Regions from separate parts of the Mus musculus genome. Here regions 1, 2, 3, 4 and 5 are each linked to region 6. The links are chromatin contacts, called in public HiChIP or PLAC-seq and promoter capture Hi-C maps. All regions are on one chromosome and are shown on one strand. Each heading gives the region's core, a stretch centred on a gene start, on an enhancer-like site or on the middle of the called end of the contact. The rest is flanking DNA. Distances are from core to core; before and after follow the strand shown.

Region 1 (2,911 bases), core at 386-2,885, 940 kb after region 6:
AGGAGCTGCCTTCCTCCACCACCACCCCAGAACTAGAATTACAGGCATAGGAAGGCCTGCCGGGCTTTTACTGCCGAGGGAGGGAATGGTTAAGTCGTCACTTTTGCTCAGCAAGTGCTCTGAGTCTCTACTGTGGTGCCTTTCCCCTGTGCTGGCTGGTTTTGTGTGTCAATTTGATGCAGGCTGGAGTTATCACAGAGAAAGGAGCTTCAGTTGGGGAAATGCCTCCATGAGATCCGGCTGTAAGGCATTTTCTCAATTAGTGATCAAGTGGAGAGGGCCCATTGTGGGTGGTGCCATCCCTGGGCTGGTAGTTGTGGTTCTATAAAAGTGCAGGCTGAGCAAGCCAGGGGAAGCAAGCCTATAAAGAACATCCCTCCATGGCCTCTGCATCAGCTCCTGCTTCCTAACCTGCTTGAGTTCCAGTCCTGACTTCCTTGGTGATGAACAGCAATGTGGAAGTGTAAGCTGAATAAACCCTTTCCTCCCCAACTTGCTTCATGGTCATGATGTTTGTGCATAGAATAGAAACCCTGACTAAGACAATGGCTTATAACCTGCAAGCATAATAAACCTTCTACTTCTCCAGCTGGTTTTGGTCAGTATTTATGAGAGCCATCAGAGCAAACTACAGTACATAGTTTGTGTAATTAGGAACTTAGGTTATGGAAAGTAGACATGGTGGTGTCCTTTTAAGCCAGCACATGGGAGGCAGAGGCCTCTGAGTTCCAGGACAACCAGGCTTACATACTGATACATTTCTAAACAAACAAACAAACAATAAAATATTAGTGAAAGAGGTTGCAAATAGTTTACAGAGTCATGAGTGCTAGGTTGTGAAGTAACACCGTGAAACATTTTAGGATGATCAGCCTCTTAGTTTTCACCGCAATTAAAGAGAAAGGCTCGCAACCTTGCACATTAACTTAGAATTCCAAATTACCTAGACTTTTAGCAAGGGTCATTTGAAGTAAATCCTATTTTAGGCCATTTAGAAACTAAAACAGTGTAGATGAGCCCTGATCACTGAAGAATTCAGTTAGAGATTGTTTTGTCAGTAGTGGAAGAAACTTAGGACATCTACCCTTGCCCCAACTGCTGTCCTAAGGCCTTGTACCTAAGAGCCATGGAGTCCAACGCCACTTGTGATTTACACAGTGGATTGCTGGGCTCACGCCTCTCTTAGCACACTCTCTTTAACACACATCCCAAACCTCTGGGCAAGGAAGGTAGAGGTCACCACACCCATTTTAATTGTTGAGCCTTTTGGAGCCTAAAGGGAACCAGTCTGGGGGACAGCAAAGCTTGTAACCCCGGGGGCTGCAATTCTGGATGGGAAGATCAAGGGAAAATGCGGGTCCGTTCATTCGGGGACCCAGGGTGGCAGGAAGGGAAAAGAGACGCTGGAAACCGGCTCTTTTCTTTTAGGGCCGGGCCTGCCCATGGGCCGAGCAGAGAGAATGCTCTCCTGTGGTGACACTTGTCACCCGGCCACGTTTAGGCGCTGGTCCAAAATCACGATATCTGATTGGCAAGGTTGGAGGGGCTGGTCGACGCCGATTGGCCAGTCGGACGTCGGACCAGGTTTACCCGGTTACGGAAGCCGAGGAGGACCCAGCGCGGGCCGGCAAGTCAAGGAAGTTAGCGGTGGAAGCCCAGATAGCGGCGGAGAGGGCTTCGGATCCCATGGCGACCCCGGAGGCCAGCGGCAGTGGCGAGAAGGTCGAGGGCTCCGAGCCCTCCGTCACCTACTACCGGCTGGAGGAGGTGGCGAAGCGAAACTCGGCGGAAGAGACGTGGATGGTGATCCACGGGCGAGTCTACGATATCACCCGCTTCCTCAGCGAGGTGCGGGCCGGGGAGGCGGGAGGCCTCCGCGCGCTGCCGGGGTGGGGGTGGGGAGAGGCCACGCGTGGCTGTCCGGCGCCCGGAAGGAACCGTGACCCTCGGAGGGGCTGCAGTCTCAGCCTCGACTGACAACGTGCGTTTCTCAATGCATGGAGCACTTGCAGGATGCTAGATCACACGCCAGGCCATCAACCCGTTTCCCATAAAGAGAAACTGAGGCTCACGGAGGCCGGGAGCTCTCAAGGGCACACACTTAACGACCTAATCGAGCCCAGTTCAGAACTGCTCCTTTCCAGGAAGTATGCCTTAGAAAGCAGTGCTTTGGGGGGCTTTTATTTTCTAGAGGAGAAGGCAGTTTTTTTAAAAAGTAAAAACAATTAAATTTTGTATGTGGGGGGGGTGGGGGTGGGGGTGGGGGCATCTGCATCTGCGTTTGGTGCCAGAGGTCAGAACCCCAGGAGCTGGATAAGAGGAGGTTGTGAGCCTCCTGATGTGGGTGTTGGGTACTGGATCTTCCGAGAAAACAGAACATGTGCACATGTGCTCTTATCCAGTGAGCTGAGATTCCTCCCACCCCTGTTCCTGGTTAGGCAGTAGAGTGTGTGGGGTGTGTGTGTGTGTGTGTGTGTGTCCGTGGAACTTTTATGTAGAGCAGGCTGGCTTCGAACTCAGGGATCCTTCTGCCTCTGCCTTCTGAACGCTGGGGTTAAATGTGTGGGCCACCAACACCTGGCTTTCAACCCTTTTGTTAGTGCTTCAAATCAAATCTTATTACTCAAGATCTCTTTGAGACTGTTGGGCCACAGATAATTTTCCTCTTTGTGACAGGGCGTTTTTCAGCTTATTACATAGTCTCTGTAGACCTTGAACTTCTAATCTTCCTGTATATGCCTTTCTAGGGATCAGATCGCTCATGCTTATTAGGCAAACACTGTCAACTATATTACACCTCTAGCTGGGGTTTGACAAGTGTATTTGACCATGTAGTCACTACAGTAAGGAAAAAGAACATTTCACCCCACTAAGATGTTACTCTCTTGTTCCTTTGCTGACTGTCAATCTT
Region 2 (2,954 bases), core at 400-2,899, 660 kb after region 6:
ATCTATTGCAGGCTATAGCAGGGCCCCTCTGACCATTGGTAGCTCAGCACACATGACAACATGGGTCAATACCAGCCGTTATTTCTATATCTTATCTATTTATCGTGGATGTGTATATCATTGTGTAGAGGTCAGAAGAGGACTTGAGCTAGTTGGCCTTCTCCTTCCAACATGTCCCAGAGACTGGAACTCAGGTTTGGTCCAAAGTGTCATCACTCAAAGAGCCATCTCAACAGCCTTTAAGAGCACACTCTTTGGAGCTGGGGCTAGAACTTTGACAAAGCATGCACAGAGCTCAGGATTCAGTCCCCATCAGTGAATAAACTGGGTGTGGTGGCCCTCATCCTTCTCTTCGGAGTTAAAGAGGATAAGAAGTTCAGGTTTATCTATCCTTGGCTATATGGGAAGTTCAAAGGCCTATCCCGGGCTACAGACTCTGTCTCAACAAAACAAACTCACTCACTGCCCAGCCCTTTAGCCCATGCAGTGGTGTTTCTCCTGAATGAAGCAGGGTGAAAGGTTTTGATTTTGTCTGTCAGGGTGGGAGTGGGCGGAGCAGGGGCCCAGGGTGGCTGTGTTGTGGATTCTGTGGCTAAGTGACCTATGGGCATGTCTGAGAGGGATGGCTTCCTGACTGGAGCAGCTCACATGCCTATTAAATTGTTTCCGCCTGCGAAGTTATCTCTGACGGTTGGAGGACCCATAAATTCATTTTTAAAACTAGTCTTTAATTACAATTTCTCTTCAGGTTTTTCTGAGATGTAAAACCTCGAGATCTCCAGCTGGTTCTAGAGTTTCTACCTCTAACAAACACTCTTCTCCCCTGGACTCCCTCTCGGCTTCACCTCACCGGAGGAGTCTACACCAACTTCCAGGGACCACGGAACTGCCAGCGAGGATGTCGGATGGGGACCTAAGAGGTCGGGACGTGGGAAAGAAAGGTGGGGAGGAAGAGCCGTTTGGGCTTTAAGACCGGAACCTCCTGGATTCCTGCTAGACCAATCTGCAGCTTTTGCAAACAGCCTTAAAGTCATCAGCGCCCCGCTGCGGAATTCAAAGCTCAGCTTGTCATAATAGTTAACACCTTCTTTGACCAGCCTCCTTTTATTTGACAATTTTTCTTTTCTGTCCCTCTCTGTTGCCACCGGGAAGGTTTTTAGGGAGTCCCCTCACATAGCGAGCCGCCCCTTGGCGTTCAGAAGATTTTCTGGGGTAGCCCGTTTGCAGGGTGAGTAGGTTTCCAGGTTTCGGGAGCGGGGCGTGGGGGCGGGGATGGACATGAACGATTTTGTAGGTCCCCACTGGTCATCCGGAAAGTTAACGATGCTTCAGGTACTAGGCTAGGGACAATGACAGCCTTTCCAAGGCTGCTGGCCCGGAGGTCGGCGTGGAGCAGCTGAGCCTTGGGCTGCACTGGGGGTCCCTAGTTTTCTAGAGGCAGAGGTTGCGACTCTCGATTCGGAGGGGCTAGGTCCACGACAGACCCCGAGTCTGGCGAGCGCCAGCCGGTGGCCGGGCACCGGGCGCTCCCGCGGGCTCCGGGAGCCCTCCCACTCTTGCCAACTTTCCCTGCCCTGGTGCCGGAGGAGGGCGCCTTTCCCAGTGGGTCGCGCGCGATACTTAAGGCGGCTCTGCTGGGCAAGGCGGTCGTCAGTCGGAGCCCCAGCGGCACCGTGGAGGCAGTGCGCGGCGGCGGGAGCCGGAGGAGGAGCATGGAGCCGCCGCGGGCCTGCTGAGCACCGGAACGCCGGCAGCCGGCGGCACGGTGAGCGCACCCAAGGGGCCGGAGCCTCTTACCGCGACCTGGGGACCCTGGGGCTCCGGCCGCTCAATGCTTCCCGGCGGCAGTCGCTTGCACCATGTTCCCTACCCCCTCCTCCCTTTCTTCCGACATCCTGGGCTCCCGCAGCCTCTCCTCCCTTCCTCCCTTGCGGCTCTTGTTTTGTGAATGAATTGGGGGTGGAGGGAGGCTGTGCGGGGAGCGAGGCTAGAGTGCCCCTCCCCCCAACTCACGCCCGCAGGGGGTTCACACCTGCGGGGACACCGAGATCTCCAGCGATCTGGTCCCTACAGCACAGGTTTGTGAGATGAGTTCCTCCTCCTTGCCGGTTCAGAGAGGTCCAAGGGTGCCTAGGAGAGATTGGAGGAGCTCCAGCCGCTAGTGCAAGTTTCTGTACTGCCGTGCGTGAGCCCGGCTGCAGGGCGCACCTGTCAGTGGGAGAGTTGCTGTTAATCTTGCAGCCCTCAAAGTTCTACTGCTGGGTAGGGAGGTGTGCGTCCTTGCCTGGAGGTTTTTATTTCTTTTCATTGTCCTATGGGACATGGATCCCGTAAAGCGCCCCCACCCTCGTGCCCTTGAATCTAAGTGCGCCTTAGCTAGCCTGGGCGAGCTTTCTTGGATCTCTTTTGAGAGGATGGAGGAAGCGGCCCAGGATATAAGATCACATTCTGGTTAACCGGCTTGGGGAAATACAGTGTCCTCTCTGGGCAGAGGACCTCAACAAGAGCCCGTGCCAGAGCCTGACTGTACATAGAATATCCAGCTGCAGAACCTTCCTGGGTCTTCTGTAGGGAGATGGGTACCTCTTAATTCCTGAGGGGGAGGGGGTCTGGCCCCCGGATGGAGGGGGCTGGCAACTGCAGGGATGCTGCCTTTGTTTGCAGGCACTCCTTTGCCAAGGTACCTGGGGCCCTGAGAAGATGAGTAGGGTCTGGGCTGGCAGTTGTTCCTTGGCTTTTCCGTTCCTTCCCAGCAGAGTCGTGGGAAACCTGCACGTGGGTGTGGCTGTGTGGCTTTAGCCAGCGGGGTGAAGCTCAAGCCGGGTGAGGAGCGTGGCGAGAGCTTCCTTAGCTGCCTTGGACCTGACCGGACAGCCTCTGGAACTGCACCGAGGCGGGGCGCCAGGACGCAGGTTGCTGGGCCAGCCACAGCACCTCCCGTCCCTTCCCAGAAC
Region 3 (3,183 bases), core at 660-3,159, 710 kb before region 6:
GAGAGTCACTTATAAAAGACTTCTAGGGCAAGTACAGTGTTTATTAAAACTCCCCACAGGTGCCAGGAAAATCTGTGTTCTTAAACAGTCTAAGTAGCTACGGTTCAACTGAGGGATACATATCACATCACTTCCAGAAAATAAGCTAGAGCTTAAAGCTGTTCTCAAAGGCCTCTCTGGTCTTTGGTCTCAGATAATGCGGCTGGGCCTTTACTCTCTCTCTCTCATAAACAATATGCTGAAGTCAGTTGCTATGGCAAGAGAAACTTGAAATGGTTCCTGAGTTGACATGCTGCGCAAACATTTCCATATTGTTCTCCTCCGCAGCAGCCACCACAAACACTGGGATACAAGTCCAGGAAGAGTAACAGAGGGCAGCAGGGACCAGAAACCAAATCAAGGGAAGGAGGCAAGGGTTGCTGACTTCTAACCAGGAAATCAACTGGTGATTGTAGGAGCCAGCCTCGGGGAACACCCACCAAGAAAAGTCATTAAGAACAAAGGGTGACAGAACAAAGTAAGAAAAACAATAGGGGGAGAAAAATCTAGGCTAATTAAACACCACAGCTGCTTTTATTACATCTCCTGGTGATTATCTGTATACAGCTGGTCTCCCACAACCAAAACATCAGCTCCACAAAAGGAGTGACCACCCTCATCTAACCTAGCTCGCCCTTGGTAAAGGAAGTGAAGCCACCCACTTCTTACCAGCTCTGCTACCCTAAGATCACTGAGCCCTTATGCTGTTTCCATAATAACAGCCGTTGCTGCCACTTAGAAGGCACTTATTCTACGCCAGGCGCTGCTTGAAGCGCTTACACAGAAATTCACTTAATTCAATACTCTGAGGTAGCCCTATGATTTCAAACTGTTCCCACAGATCTCTAGTCCTTGGTCTCATATGTGGCCTCCCCCATCCACCCCACCTCCACGATCCCCTGTTACTTTGTCTCATGACACGTGACACGAGAACATGACAACAACACTCCGTATGCACAGATGAGGACCGGGAGAGATTTGTGGGTTCCAGGAGGCTCGGCTACACTCGCTGCACTATGGTAATCTTCAAATGATTTCTGCTCAGCAGACAGAGAGGATAAAGCCCTTTTGAAAATTTGAAACTCATTAAACGCTTCAGGGACTCCCTTCACGTTCTGGGATAAAAGTTGAAAACCCTCACTTTAGGAACTACCCTAGCATTTCCGTCCCATACTATACTAATGCTCTGCTACCTGGACTTTTTTGTTCGCTTTTCCCTCTTTCAGAAACACCCTTCCCCTAGTCGCAATTCCGGCTCCTTCCCAGCCTCCGTGTTTAAGCATCACCTTTAGGGCCCACCCGAACCCTTAATGAGACCTGAAATTACTCTAGTCACGTGTCTGGCGCCTGTTTCCCCAACCCATCACTTAATTCTCTGTGGGTTGCGAAGGCTGAAGGCTCGGAGGCCCGACGCATGGCACATTGCCTGGCGATCGGTGGGCGCTCAGTGCGGATCTATGGCCCTGATTAATGATAAAAGGAAGTCCCGCGCTCCACTGGGTCGGCGAAACCCAGCAGCAGGCCGAGACAGGCCCAGAGTCCCGCCAGGCACCGGCGCAGCGCGGGCCGGTGGCTCAGGCCAAGCTCGGAGGTGAGAAACGCTGCAGCCGCTCCTCACCTGCGCGTGGTGGCAGCCGCGCCAGATGCGGCCTGCCAAGGTCAGCCAGCGGCTCGGCCCCGCCCTGCCCGTCCACCCTCCCCAGGGCGGCCGCACTTCAGACCGTCCGGGCAAAGTCGGTCCCCCGGACACGGAGGAGACGCGTCCCGGAGCGCGGCTCCATCCCGGACGGAGGTTGGGCCTCAGAGTCCTTCCGCCTTAGCAAGGACCCGCTGGCAGTGCAGCCGTGCCAGGCCAAGGCAGGCTGGGCCTTGCCCGGCGCGGGGCCCGTTCCCCTGGCAACAGCGCGAACTACGGCGCCCCACAGCGGCCAAACCGCGCTGCGTCACTTCGCAGGAGCATCGTGGCTCTGGGCGGAGTTTGCCAAGTGCCCCCTGACTCTAAAGCATGCCCACTCTCATTTTCCCCCATAACCTTTCACAGGGAAAATACACTCTCTTCCACCTCCCATCTACAATTTGTCTTCCAAGAATCCTACTCTCCTCAAAACGTGTCATGTATCTAGTTTCTCCTCTAAATCACTCTTGGGAAGACCCCAACTAATCTAGGGTTTTTGCTCATTTTCTTTTATTTTAAATTGTGTGTGAGTGTGTGTACATGTGCGCGCACGTGTGCATGTGTGTATTAGAAACAGGGTCACATGCTGGCCTCAAATTTGCGATTCTCCCACCTTTGCCTCCCAAATTTGCTGGAATTCTAGTAAAGATATGGCTGCTGCACTCTCAAAGTATGTGTTAAGTGCCAGGCACATCATGAGGAGCACTCAGGGATTCCTGCCCTTGAAGGAAATAACAGGTTGAAGGAGACAGACCTAAACAAATGCCTTACCCAACTGAAAATGTGAGCAACTACAATGTAAGGTGTGAAGTATAAGAATTTAGTATTGATAACACAAAATGTCTAATTTTTTTCTTCAAATGTTTTGTTTTTTGTTTTGGGGGGTTTTATTGTTTTTGTTTAGGGGTGTGATGGGGATTGAGACAGAGTAGTAGCCCTGGCTGACCTGAAACTCACTATGTAAACCAGGCTGGCCTCAAACTCACAGATCTGCCTGCCTCAGGCTCCAGAGTGTTAGAATTGAAGCATGTGCCACCACATGCTTTTTTTAAGAAAAGATTTATTTGAGGGGAGCTGAAGAGATGGATCATAGGTTAAGAGTAATGGCTGTTCCTCCAGAGGTCCTGAGTTCAATTCCCAGCAACTGCATAGGGGGTGGGGTGGGGTGTTCATAACCATTTATAATGGGATGTGATTCCCTCTCCTAGTGATATATATATATCACTCATATATATAAAATAAATAAACAAACCTTTAGAAAAAGATTTATTTGTGGGTCAGGGGGAGTCAGAGAGATGGCTCAGCAGTTAAGAGCACTAAGCACTCTTCCAAAGGACCCAGGTTCAAACCCTAGCACATGTATGACAGCTCACAACTGTCTGTAACTCCAAGATCTGACACTCTCACACAGACACACATGCAGGCAAAACACCAATGCACATTTTTTTTTTAAAGATTTATTTATTTAT
Region 4 (2,903 bases), core at 26-2,525, 850 kb after region 6:
CCAGCCTGGTCTACAGAAAGAACAAACAAACAAACAAACAAAACAAACCAGCAAGGACTGATGCTGTATCTTGTTTGAGGCCAGTGCCTGGGCTACATGAGATCCTGTCTCCCCAAGAGCCCCCACAACCTAAAAACAAAAAACCAACAAAAAAACCAAAGTTACCTCTAACTTTAATATTAAGGTCCTTGGTGGCCTAAGCCCCTTTGGGTGTACTTGCCCAAGGGATAGGCACCTTCCAAAGAGGAACAGAATTGTCTGGGTGCATAGACAAAGCTTTGAGCCGGTTATTCTACAGGTTGTTAGGATTAGCACATGCAGGAGGTCTGACCTTATCTCACCCCATGAACTCAAGTGATTTCACTTAAAATCTATTATGGGACCCTTTTCTGTCTCTCTCTTGTTTCTTCTTTCTTTTTCTTTTTTTCTGTTTTTTTTTTCTTTTTTTTTTTTTTTTCTTTCAAGACAGGGTTTTTCTGTATAGCCCTGGCTGTCCTGGAACTCACTTTGTAGACCAGACTGGCCTCGAACTCAGAAATCTGCCTGCCTCTGCCTCCCAAGGGCTGGGACTAAAGGTGTGTGCCACCACTGCCAGGCTCGTTTCTTCTTTATTGACAAGTTTCTCTGTGTAGCCCTGACTGTCCTGGAACTCACTCTGTAGACCAAGCTGACCTTGAATTTAGAGATCCCCCTGCCTCTGCTTCCTGAGTTCTGGGATTAAAGGTGTGTGCCCCACAATTATGTGACTATTTTAGCACGTGTTGTCTTTCCTCATATCCGAGGAAAGCTAAAGGTTGCCTCTCTTGTCCATTGGATTGGAACACACTTCTGTAGCTTCCAGTTCTAGACCAAGCCATATGCTTTAGCTCCCGTTGCTGGCTGTTCATCCAAGTCTCACCCAGAGTTGCTCTCTAACTGAAGGTCCACTTGATTCACAAGTGGCAGCCACAGCCTCATAGAGAACCAGACCTTGGCTTCATCAAAAGCCTGGCTCACTTTATAAAAGGTATGGCCAGAGGCCTCCACGCACCTCGTAGCTGAAGTAGAGGTATCCCATCTGGTCAGCAAATTGCCAGAAACATTCGATGGCTCCTGGAGAGACCACGATGGCAAAGTCATTCCGATCAGCTCCACGGAAGAGTGGCTGGTCCTTGGAGCCGTGTAGGGGATCTGTCTCCTGGCTCTTAACAGAAGTCACGAGGCTCAGAACTACCAGCTCAGCCACGAGGAGCAAAGGGAACATGCTGCCTTCTGTGGGTTCTTCTGCAGGTGAGCTGCTCACAATCCCGTGGAAAGGAAGTCAGCCAAGCAGCCAGCTAATCATTAACCCCACACGCCACACTTAGGACCAGTTTCAGAGCCATTGTAGATCTTCTGTAATACAGGTGCCATGCACCACAATGCCCCCCCCCCCCTCCGTTGGTGCAGTGCAGGGTCTCCTATGTAACCACACTGTTCTTTAAATATTTCTTTCATGTATACTGGTGCTTTGTCTATGTGTACACCTGCATGCCAGAAGAGGGCATCGAACCCCATGGGACTACAGTTATAGAGGGTTGTGAGGCGCCATGTGGGTTCAATTCCCAGCACCCAGGACCTCCAGAAGAGCAGCCAGTGCTCTTAACCACTGAGCCTCTCTCCAGGCTGGTCTTGAACTCAGAAATCTGCCTGCCTCTGGGTGCTGAGATCAAAGACATTGCCCACCACACCCAGCTACATAAACATTTTAGTGTACGAAGAAGTAGTGCCGGCTGCTTTTATGTCAACTTGATACAAGCTATACTCATCTGAGATGAGGGAGCCTCATTTGAGAAAACGCCTCCATAAAATCAGGCTCCAGGCAAGCCCGTAGGGAATTGATGGGGTTAGTGATTGATGGGGGAGGGCCCACTGCGCTGTGGGTGGGGCCACTCACAGGCTGCTGGTCCACCCACTGCGCTGTGGGTGGGGCCACTCACAGGCTGCTGGTCCTGGTCTCTATAAGAAGACAGAGCAAGAACTGGAGAAAGGGCTCATAAACAGCAGCAGTGCTCCACATCCTCTGCATCAGCTCCTTCCTGCAGGTCCACGTCCTGCATTGAGTTCGTGTCCTGGCTTCCTTCATTGATGAGCTGTGATGTGGAAGCCGAAGCCAAATTAAACCCTTTCCTCCCCAAGGAGCTTTTGGTCATGGTGTTTATCACAGCGGTAGAAACCCAAGCTAAGGGTGAACAAGGTGGTCCACCCCTCCTCTGACTCTCTCCTGCCTGATTGGAAAGCTCTGGAGTTTCTCCAAACCCTGAGACCTTCCATCTCTTCTTCTACTCGTGACTTCTTTGGCACCCACAGAGAGGGAAAAACTATCCAAAATCCTCTATAAAACCATTATATATTCCTGGTCCCATGGGAATAGTTGGCGAAGCTGGAGTCCTCACGTTCTAAGACGGTTTCTCAAGTTGTTGGTTTACAAACTCTAACTCCTGTAACTGTGTGTGAGTGTGTAGCAGGTAAAATAGGATTTCACAGTGTAGACCCAAGCCGGGTCAGCATTAGCCCAAGAGGCTAACATTTTTATTTCAGGAAGTCTATGACGGTCTGGGTAATAAATGCTGCTGGCAGTCTCAGGTACTTGATGCTTGGTCTCCAGTTGGTGGTACTGTTTGCTTAGTTGGTGGTACTGTTTAGTTGGTGGTACTGTTTGTTTAGTTGGTGGTACTGTTTAGTTGGTGGTACTGCTTAGTTGGTGGTACTGCTTAGTTGGTGGTACTGTTTAGTTGGTGGTACTGTTTGTTTAGTTGGTGGTACTGTTTAGTTGGTGGTACTGCTTAGTTGGTGGTACTGCTTAGTTGGTGGTACTGTTTGTTTAGTTGGTGGTACTGCTTAGTTGGTGGTACTGTTTAGTTGGTGGTACTGTTTAGTTGGTG
Region 5 (3,178 bases), core at 276-2,775, 910 kb before region 6:
GGAAGTTGAGTCTCTGGCACTTTATTCCCAACAGGAAAAGCATCTGCATTGAGGTGGGGAGCGCTGGGCGCCATTTCCTGTTGGGTGGGGGCAGCTGTGGACTCCCCCGGTGAGCACCAAGTCTTGATCAGCCCACCTTAGACTTCTAAATACTCCGGAAACACATATGCATATTTAAAGCTGATTTGGCCTCAAGCTGGTTTGAAGGATGACCCCCTATGTGGTAGAGCCTCAGCAAACCGCAGTCGAGTCTGAGAACCACAGATGGTATATGCCTTGGTAGGGGAAAGATCACATGTGGTGAGGCAAAAGAATAGTGAGAGATGGCAGTTAGGGATCCAAAAAGCTACATTGTTCCTGTAAGTGATGGGGAGCTAGGGAGGACACTAGATATAATGGAGCACCACCCAAATCCACCCATCATAATAGACCCTCACTTCCTACTGTCAGAAGGGTTGACAGCTAAGACCTCAGGAAGACTACCCCAACTTCAGGCTCCATTATAACTAGAGCTTCCGAAGTCTGCTTTCTCACAAGTGTGAATCATCAATCAATTTGGGGAAGGCAATTTGTGTCCTAGAGGGACTGACCGTCATAAAGACATAACCATAAGTGATAACACTGTTAAAAATAAATAAGACTTGCAAGCTGGTAAGATGGCTCAGAGGCTCAGAGCACTTGCTCCTCTTGCAGAGGACAGGGCTTCAGTTCCCAGCACCTACACGGCAGCTAATAATAACTGCCTGTTAACTCTAGCTCCCAGAGATCTGACACCCTCTTCTAAACCTCCTTGAGCACCTGCACACATGTGGACAAACATAAACACATACACACACAATAATAATAATGATGATGATGATAATAATAATATAAACCTTTAAAAACTGCAAAAATAAATGAGACTTGCAAACACACAGTTCTTCCCATGTGTCAGAAAATGCCTTAAAGGCTTTGCTTATATTCACACGCAGGCAAACACCTTTGCATGGACTAAGTAGTGGTTGGAAATAAGACTCCTGGCCACTGTGAACTGTATGTAGCATGGAGGCCAGCGAAAAATGATGCTGGAACGAAATAAGAGATAGAAGTATGCAAGCTATTTATTGTTAGTGCTTGCTGTTTTGGCAGGAAGTAACAGGAACAGCAGGAATTATCTCTGAACATCAGGGAAGCCTTTAGAATAAGTTTTAAGCAAATAGGCTAAGCTTGTGGCTTATGGCTTCCCTTCCCTGGATGGAATGTTCAGGCAGTTAGTAGTCTAGAAGCAGCTTAGCAAGGAAGAGTCGGGTGGTTCTCGCTTCTCAACTGCCGGTACTGCTCACTAACTTCTTCCATTTCCTACCATACAATTTTTTCAGGTTTCCTAGCTGCCCTAAGGAGTTGTTTTGGTTTCCTTTGCTAATGATACATTTGCCGACGGTCCCCCGGAGTTTTGCGTCCGGATCAGCAGACGGGAGTTGCACCAGATACCCTGGGAAGGCGCGAGACGGAAGCGGAAGCAGCCTTGATAGCTCCGGTGGCCCGGCGACTAGGAACGGAAGCGGAAGTGGCGCCGCCGCCGGCCTCGCCTGGCCTGGCTGAGGGGAGGCGGCGGGCGGGCGCGATGGCGGAGGCCGGGCCACAGGCGCCGCCGCCCCCGGGGACTCCAAGCCGGCACGAGAAGAGTCTGGGACTTCTCACCACCAAGTTCGTGTCGCTCTTGCAGGAAGCCAAGGACGGCGTGCTTGACCTCAAGCTGGTGCGCTCCGGGCCGAGGGGGCGACTGGGGAGATGGGGGCACCAGGCCTGGACCGGGAGCGGGAAGCCAGCGGGGCGGCCCCACTGAGTCCTCCGGCCGCCATCCGTGTGCTTTCTCACCCTGATGAGAGAGGCGGGAGGTTGTTTCCATTCACCGAAGCCATTAAGCCTCAGCTCTGTCTGGGTCCCGGCTGCAGGTGCAGGCCCTCGTGGCCCTTGGCGACTAGGACAGGGAGCCGAGCATCAGAACACAGCTAAGCCAAGACTCTTCCCGACACACTCGCGGAGTGATTGGAAGGAACGCCAGGGTTGGGACATAAGACTACCTCCCATTCCAGACTAAACATCTCAGGGTGCACACTTTTTAAGAGTGGGGCTCCATTCTCCATTCTGTTCTACCTGCCAGGCAGCCGACACTCTTGCTGTGCGCCAGAAACGGCGGATCTACGACATCACCAACGTGCTGGAAGGCATCGGTCTGATCGAGAAGAAATCCAAGAACAGCATCCAGTGGAAGTGAGTGTGGGCTGTTTGGGGAGGGCAGAAGTGTCAGGGGTGTTGGGGTTGGGAGGGGATGGTGATGTTTATAGGAGAGAGTTGGGGTCTGGCACCCAGAGATCTTAGGGATCCCACGCTCAGTCTCTCAATCCCATGGTTCAGGGGCGTCGGGCCAGGTTGCAATACCCGGGAGATCGCTGACAAGCTGATTGAGCTCAAGGCAGAGATCGAGGAGCTGCAGCAACGAGAGCAAGAACTGGACCAGCACAAGGTGTGGGTGCAGCAGAGCATCCGGAATGTCACTGAGGACGTCCAGAACAGCTGATATCCTCTGCCAGTCCCTGCCTCGGGGAGTGGGCAAGGGGCGCTCAGCTGGTTTTGCTCTGTGGCGCTCTGGGTCCTGTACCTCTTAAAAGAATGCTCCAGCAACCCCTGGTCAGATTCAGACGGGAGGCTCCAGTCTCTTCCAGCCTTAGCCCATGATCCTTACCCACCTGGACCCCAGGTTCCAGAAATTTCCTCTGAGGGCTGTGTGGAAGGCATAGGCTGAAACATTGGGTCTCTTCTGTGGTCTGCCATCTGGCACAAAAAAAAGCCTCAGCTGTTCTCCTTAACCCCCACACCTTGGCCTACGTGACTCATGAAGACATCTGCAGATGCTTTGCTGGTGAGCGGAGCCTGGGTAGAGGGAGGTGGGGGGTGGGGCTGAGCTAAGTCATGGACCCATGGTCCAAAAAGAAGTTCCAGCTCTCGAAGGTTCGTGATGCCTACTTAAAGAGAAACAGGCAGCAGGTGTCAGTTTGGAAGTCACTGGGACTCTGTAGGGTACAAGAGTCCCCAGTGTGTCCCTGGGTTTGCCCTTATCAGCAGTGTTCTCTGAGTTTGGTTCTTGGGCAATATAGTGGCACAGAGGAACAAAAAGAATTTGTACATGTAACTTGTG
Region 6 (2,798 bases), core at 182-2,681:
GCAGCTGACTATGATTTGCCTCATGCCCTAGCAGAAGTGGTTTTTGTCAGCTGTAGATAGTTTCTGTGACATTTGGAATTCTGGGAACTTCTCAGAGGGTATATATAAATGCTAGAGCCCCGTCTTCAGGGAGGTTGGAGGCAAATTGTTAGTAGTCTGACCATACACTGCACCAAAACCTCCAAAATTGTGAGCTAAAACTCCTTCCATATTTACCTCATTTTTCGTAGCAATGACAGTTTAACATCATCTCTAAATACTGTATATCTTTTAAATAGCCAAATCCACTTTCAAAAGGCCTACATCAATTCTGTTTATTTATTTTGATACACGTTCTCACTGTGTAGCTCTGCCTGGCCTTGAAAGAAGAGATCTATTGATCCATGCCTCTTGAGTATTAAAGGCCTGATCAATCACACACAAAGTTTTTGTTTTTTGCTTTTTGTTTTTTTTTTTTTTGGAGACAAGGTCTCACTATGTAGTCCTTTTTGGGCTGGAACTCAGAGATCCACATGGTACTGCCTCCCAAATGCTGGGAGGGAAGGTGTGTATTACGACACAAGCAAAAGAGAAAGAAAGAAAACCAATCCTAAGGGGCGTGGGTTGCACATGCTTACTTATAATCCCAGCACTGGAGCGACGGAGGCAGAACTGCTGTGTGTCAGAGGTCTGCTTGGGCTCCATAGCCCGTACTATGTCAACCAGAGCTACACAGCAAAACTATCTCAACAGAACAAAAACAACAACAGAAATCAGGTAAAATGAGGTCAACTCTTAGAGATGGATCATCCATTCTTAAGCTTACAGTGTGTATGCTCTTCATTACTGCCTTTGGGAGCAGAGCAGACATATACAGTACTCACTTTGCGGCAGTCGGTGGCAGCAGCCTCTGGGTTTTCCTCCTCGTGGACCAGGTCCAACAACTGGAAGCCCGCATCCCCGACAGCTTCTGACCCACACTGAGGCTCCAAACTGTTCGAGGTTCCCGAGGATCGGTGGCTGGAGACCACCCTGTAGCGGCCCTCTTTACGGACCTCGCGCACCGAGGCACGAAGATCGCGGCGGATACGCAGCTGGCTGCTCCGGGACGGGCGCAAGGCAGCCCGCACAAGCTGCTGGATTGGCTCCTCCTGAGGGGCGTCGGGAAAAGAGATGACTGCGACACGGGCAGCGTTCAAAGATCGCTCCCACAAAGAGTCCATTCACCCTTCTCATACCTGGGATCGCACGGTGGCAACCAACTGGAAGACATTTCTCTCCGCCGCCGCCGCCTCCTGGCCCTCTGGCGTCTCCCGAGCCGCCGACTCGACCTCGCTGCTCCGGGGGCGTTTACAGGCCAGCACGAGCGCCTCGGCGGGCTCCGCGTTGCGCTTCCGCTTCACGCGCAACACCGCAGTCCTGCCGGCCTCCATAGCGGCGATCGCGGAGTACTGTGGGAAGGCGCGGGGCGCGACGGGATGTCCATCCAGTTCAGCGGGCGGGGCCTCACGGAACGTCACGCTACGCCTCGACGCCCCACCCACAGTGGGAGAGGCAAAATGGCCGCGGGAGTGGCGGCGAGTGGATCGCTTCCCACAGCGGGTGAGCTGTTGGGCTTGCTGGGGAGGTTGGGCCGTGGCTGGGCCTGGGTGCAGTCGGTCTTCCGGCCTCATTTTTAGGGCTCTGGCGTTGGGGATATTTGGGTTTCCGGTGTACTTATCTTCCGGGCTGCTCCAGAGTCCACGTGGAGTGGTTCAAGCACCCTGAGCAGGTCTGCCGCAGCGGTCCGCGTGGGTGACTGTCCTTTCTCAGACTGTCGCCGGGCGCAGGACTTGTGTCAGAAGCCTCGCCCCAGTCACTCACACCGGGCGGGACCTCAGTTGTATGCAGCGCCCCTAACCCAGCCGGGAACGGTTCGGTCCCGGGACCGTTCGGGCGGTTTTGCTTCGGGATGGCTTTCTCAGTTCGTATTCTGAGCAGTTTGGGAACCATTCAGTTCACGACACTCACCCGGAGAAGCGCCAGACGTTTGTGTGCCCGAGGTGGACATGCTTTTGATTAAAACACTGGAGTGGCCCTCAGTGCATTTTTAAGTGTGTTCTTAGTGAAACCCTAGCGACATCACAGATAAGCAAGTGTCCTTAATCTGTTGCGGAATAACCACTTCTGCGCTTTTACTGTATAATGTTAGCTCATTGCTCGGCTTACCCTGCCTTCTCACTTGCCTTCACTTGAAGGCTGGACCCCGATGGACTTGTGGGGCCTTTTTAATTATGTAGGAATTTCTGAAAAGTGGCGAAACTTCCAAACAGCCCTATATATTTACTGTAGGCCCCCCCTCACCCCCAAATTTTTCTTCAGACAGGAATCTCATTGTGCAGCCCTGACAGGCATGGAACTCATAGAGATGGTCCTGCCTCTGCTTTTCTAGTGCTAGAATCAAAGACATGCAACGACACGTTGTTCTGTTTTGTTCTTGTTTTATGACAAGGTCTCACAGCATTGCCCAGGATGGCATCAAACTTTAGATCCTTCTGCCTCAGTTTCCTACGTGCTGAGATTTTAGACATGAGCTACCACAACTGGCTTTTATTATAGTTTTTGATGGTATATCCTATATAAAAAATGAAAATTACTCTTGTCAGAAATATCAAAATACTGGTTAATTTTCTTTTGAGATGGGCTGTCACTATGTAGTTCTTGCTGGCCTAGAACTTACTATGAAGACCATGTTGACTTTGAACTTACACAGAGATCTGCCTGTCTCTGCCTTCCAGACCTGAGATTGAAGGTCGATGTTATCATTAATAAAGAATTGT

The links. Promoter capture Hi-C pulls out the DNA fragments that hold promoters and counts their contacts. HiChIP or PLAC-seq counts read pairs in DNA pulled down with a chosen protein or histone mark.
Region 1: a contact with region 6 is called in a promoter capture Hi-C map of liver, with 2.2 times the contacts expected there. The contact joins the promoter of Cyb5b here to the promoter of Slc7a6os in region 6. A contact is called at or near these places in 2 of 39 promoter capture datasets (liver and pre-B cells).
Region 2: a promoter capture Hi-C map of liver shows a contact between it and region 6, with 4 times the contacts expected there. The contact joins the promoter of Has3 here to the promoter of Slc7a6os in region 6. A contact is called at or near these places in 4 of 39 promoter capture datasets (hippocampal neurons, liver and stem cell-derived epiblast-like cells), 1 of 115 datasets of contacts at active chromatin or transcription factors (effector CD8 T cells) and 2 of 9 other capture datasets (adipose tissue and liver).
Region 3: a contact with region 6 is called in an H3K4me3 HiChIP or PLAC-seq map of pro-B cells, with 3 times the contacts expected there. The contact joins the promoter of Zdhhc1 here to the promoter of Slc7a6os in region 6. A contact is called at or near these places in 4 of 115 datasets of contacts at active chromatin or transcription factors (effector CD8 T cells, large pre-B cells, memory CD8 T cells and 1 more).
Region 4: a contact with region 6 is called in a promoter capture Hi-C map of liver, with 5 times the contacts expected there. The contact joins the promoter of Tmed6 here to the promoter of Slc7a6os in region 6. A contact is called at or near these places in 4 of 39 promoter capture datasets (hippocampal neurons, liver and pre-B cells), 1 of 484 Hi-C or Micro-C datasets (erythroblasts), 2 of 115 datasets of contacts at active chromatin or transcription factors (T-cell acute lymphoblastic leukemia and bone marrow-derived macrophages) and 1 of 9 other capture datasets (adipose tissue).
Region 5: a promoter capture Hi-C map of pre-B cells shows a contact between it and region 6, with 3 times the contacts expected there. The contact joins the promoter of E2f4 here to the promoter of Slc7a6os in region 6. A contact is called at or near these places in 3 of 39 promoter capture datasets (hippocampal neurons, liver and pre-B cells) and 1 of 115 datasets of contacts at active chromatin or transcription factors (bone marrow-derived macrophages).

The regions. Positions count from the first base shown.
Region 1 is chr8:107,149,026-107,151,936 of GRCm38.p6, forward strand. It overlaps Cyb5b (cytochrome b5 type B), which reads left to right and starts at 1,636. Exons shown (of 5, transcript NM_025558.5): 1 at 1,636-1,848. The coding sequence starts at 1,687.
Region 2 is chr8:106,869,187-106,872,140 of GRCm38.p6, forward strand. Has3 (hyaluronan synthase 3) reads left to right here and starts at 1,650. Exons shown (of 4, transcript NM_001331048.1): 1 at 1,650-1,765.
Region 3 is chr8:105,495,153-105,498,335 of GRCm38.p6, forward strand. It overlaps Zdhhc1 (zinc finger, DHHC domain containing 1), which reads right to left and starts at 1,910. Exons shown (of 14, transcript NM_175160.5): 1 at 1,658-1,910.
Region 4 is chr8:107,064,369-107,067,271 of GRCm38.p6, forward strand. It overlaps Tmed6 (transmembrane p24 trafficking protein 6), which reads right to left and starts at 1,276. Exons shown (of 4, transcript NM_025458.2): 1 at 1,031-1,276. The coding sequence starts at 1,243.
Region 5 is chr8:105,296,138-105,299,315 of GRCm38.p6, forward strand. E2f4 (E2F transcription factor 4) reads left to right here and starts at 1,526. Exons shown (of 10, transcript NM_148952.1): 1 at 1,526-1,738; 2 at 2,144-2,253; 3 at 2,398-2,559; 4 at 2,859-2,902. The coding sequence starts at 1,604. It also overlaps a transcript of Exoc3l not described here.
Region 6 is chr8:106,209,502-106,212,299 of GRCm38.p6, forward strand. It overlaps Slc7a6os (solute carrier family 7, member 6 opposite strand), which reads right to left and starts at 1,432. Exons shown (of 5, transcript NM_001007567.2): 1 at 1,218-1,432; 2 at 864-1,130. The coding sequence starts at 1,412. Prmt7 (protein arginine N-methyltransferase 7) reads left to right here and starts at 1,553. Exons shown (of 18, transcript NM_145404.1): 1 at 1,553-1,581.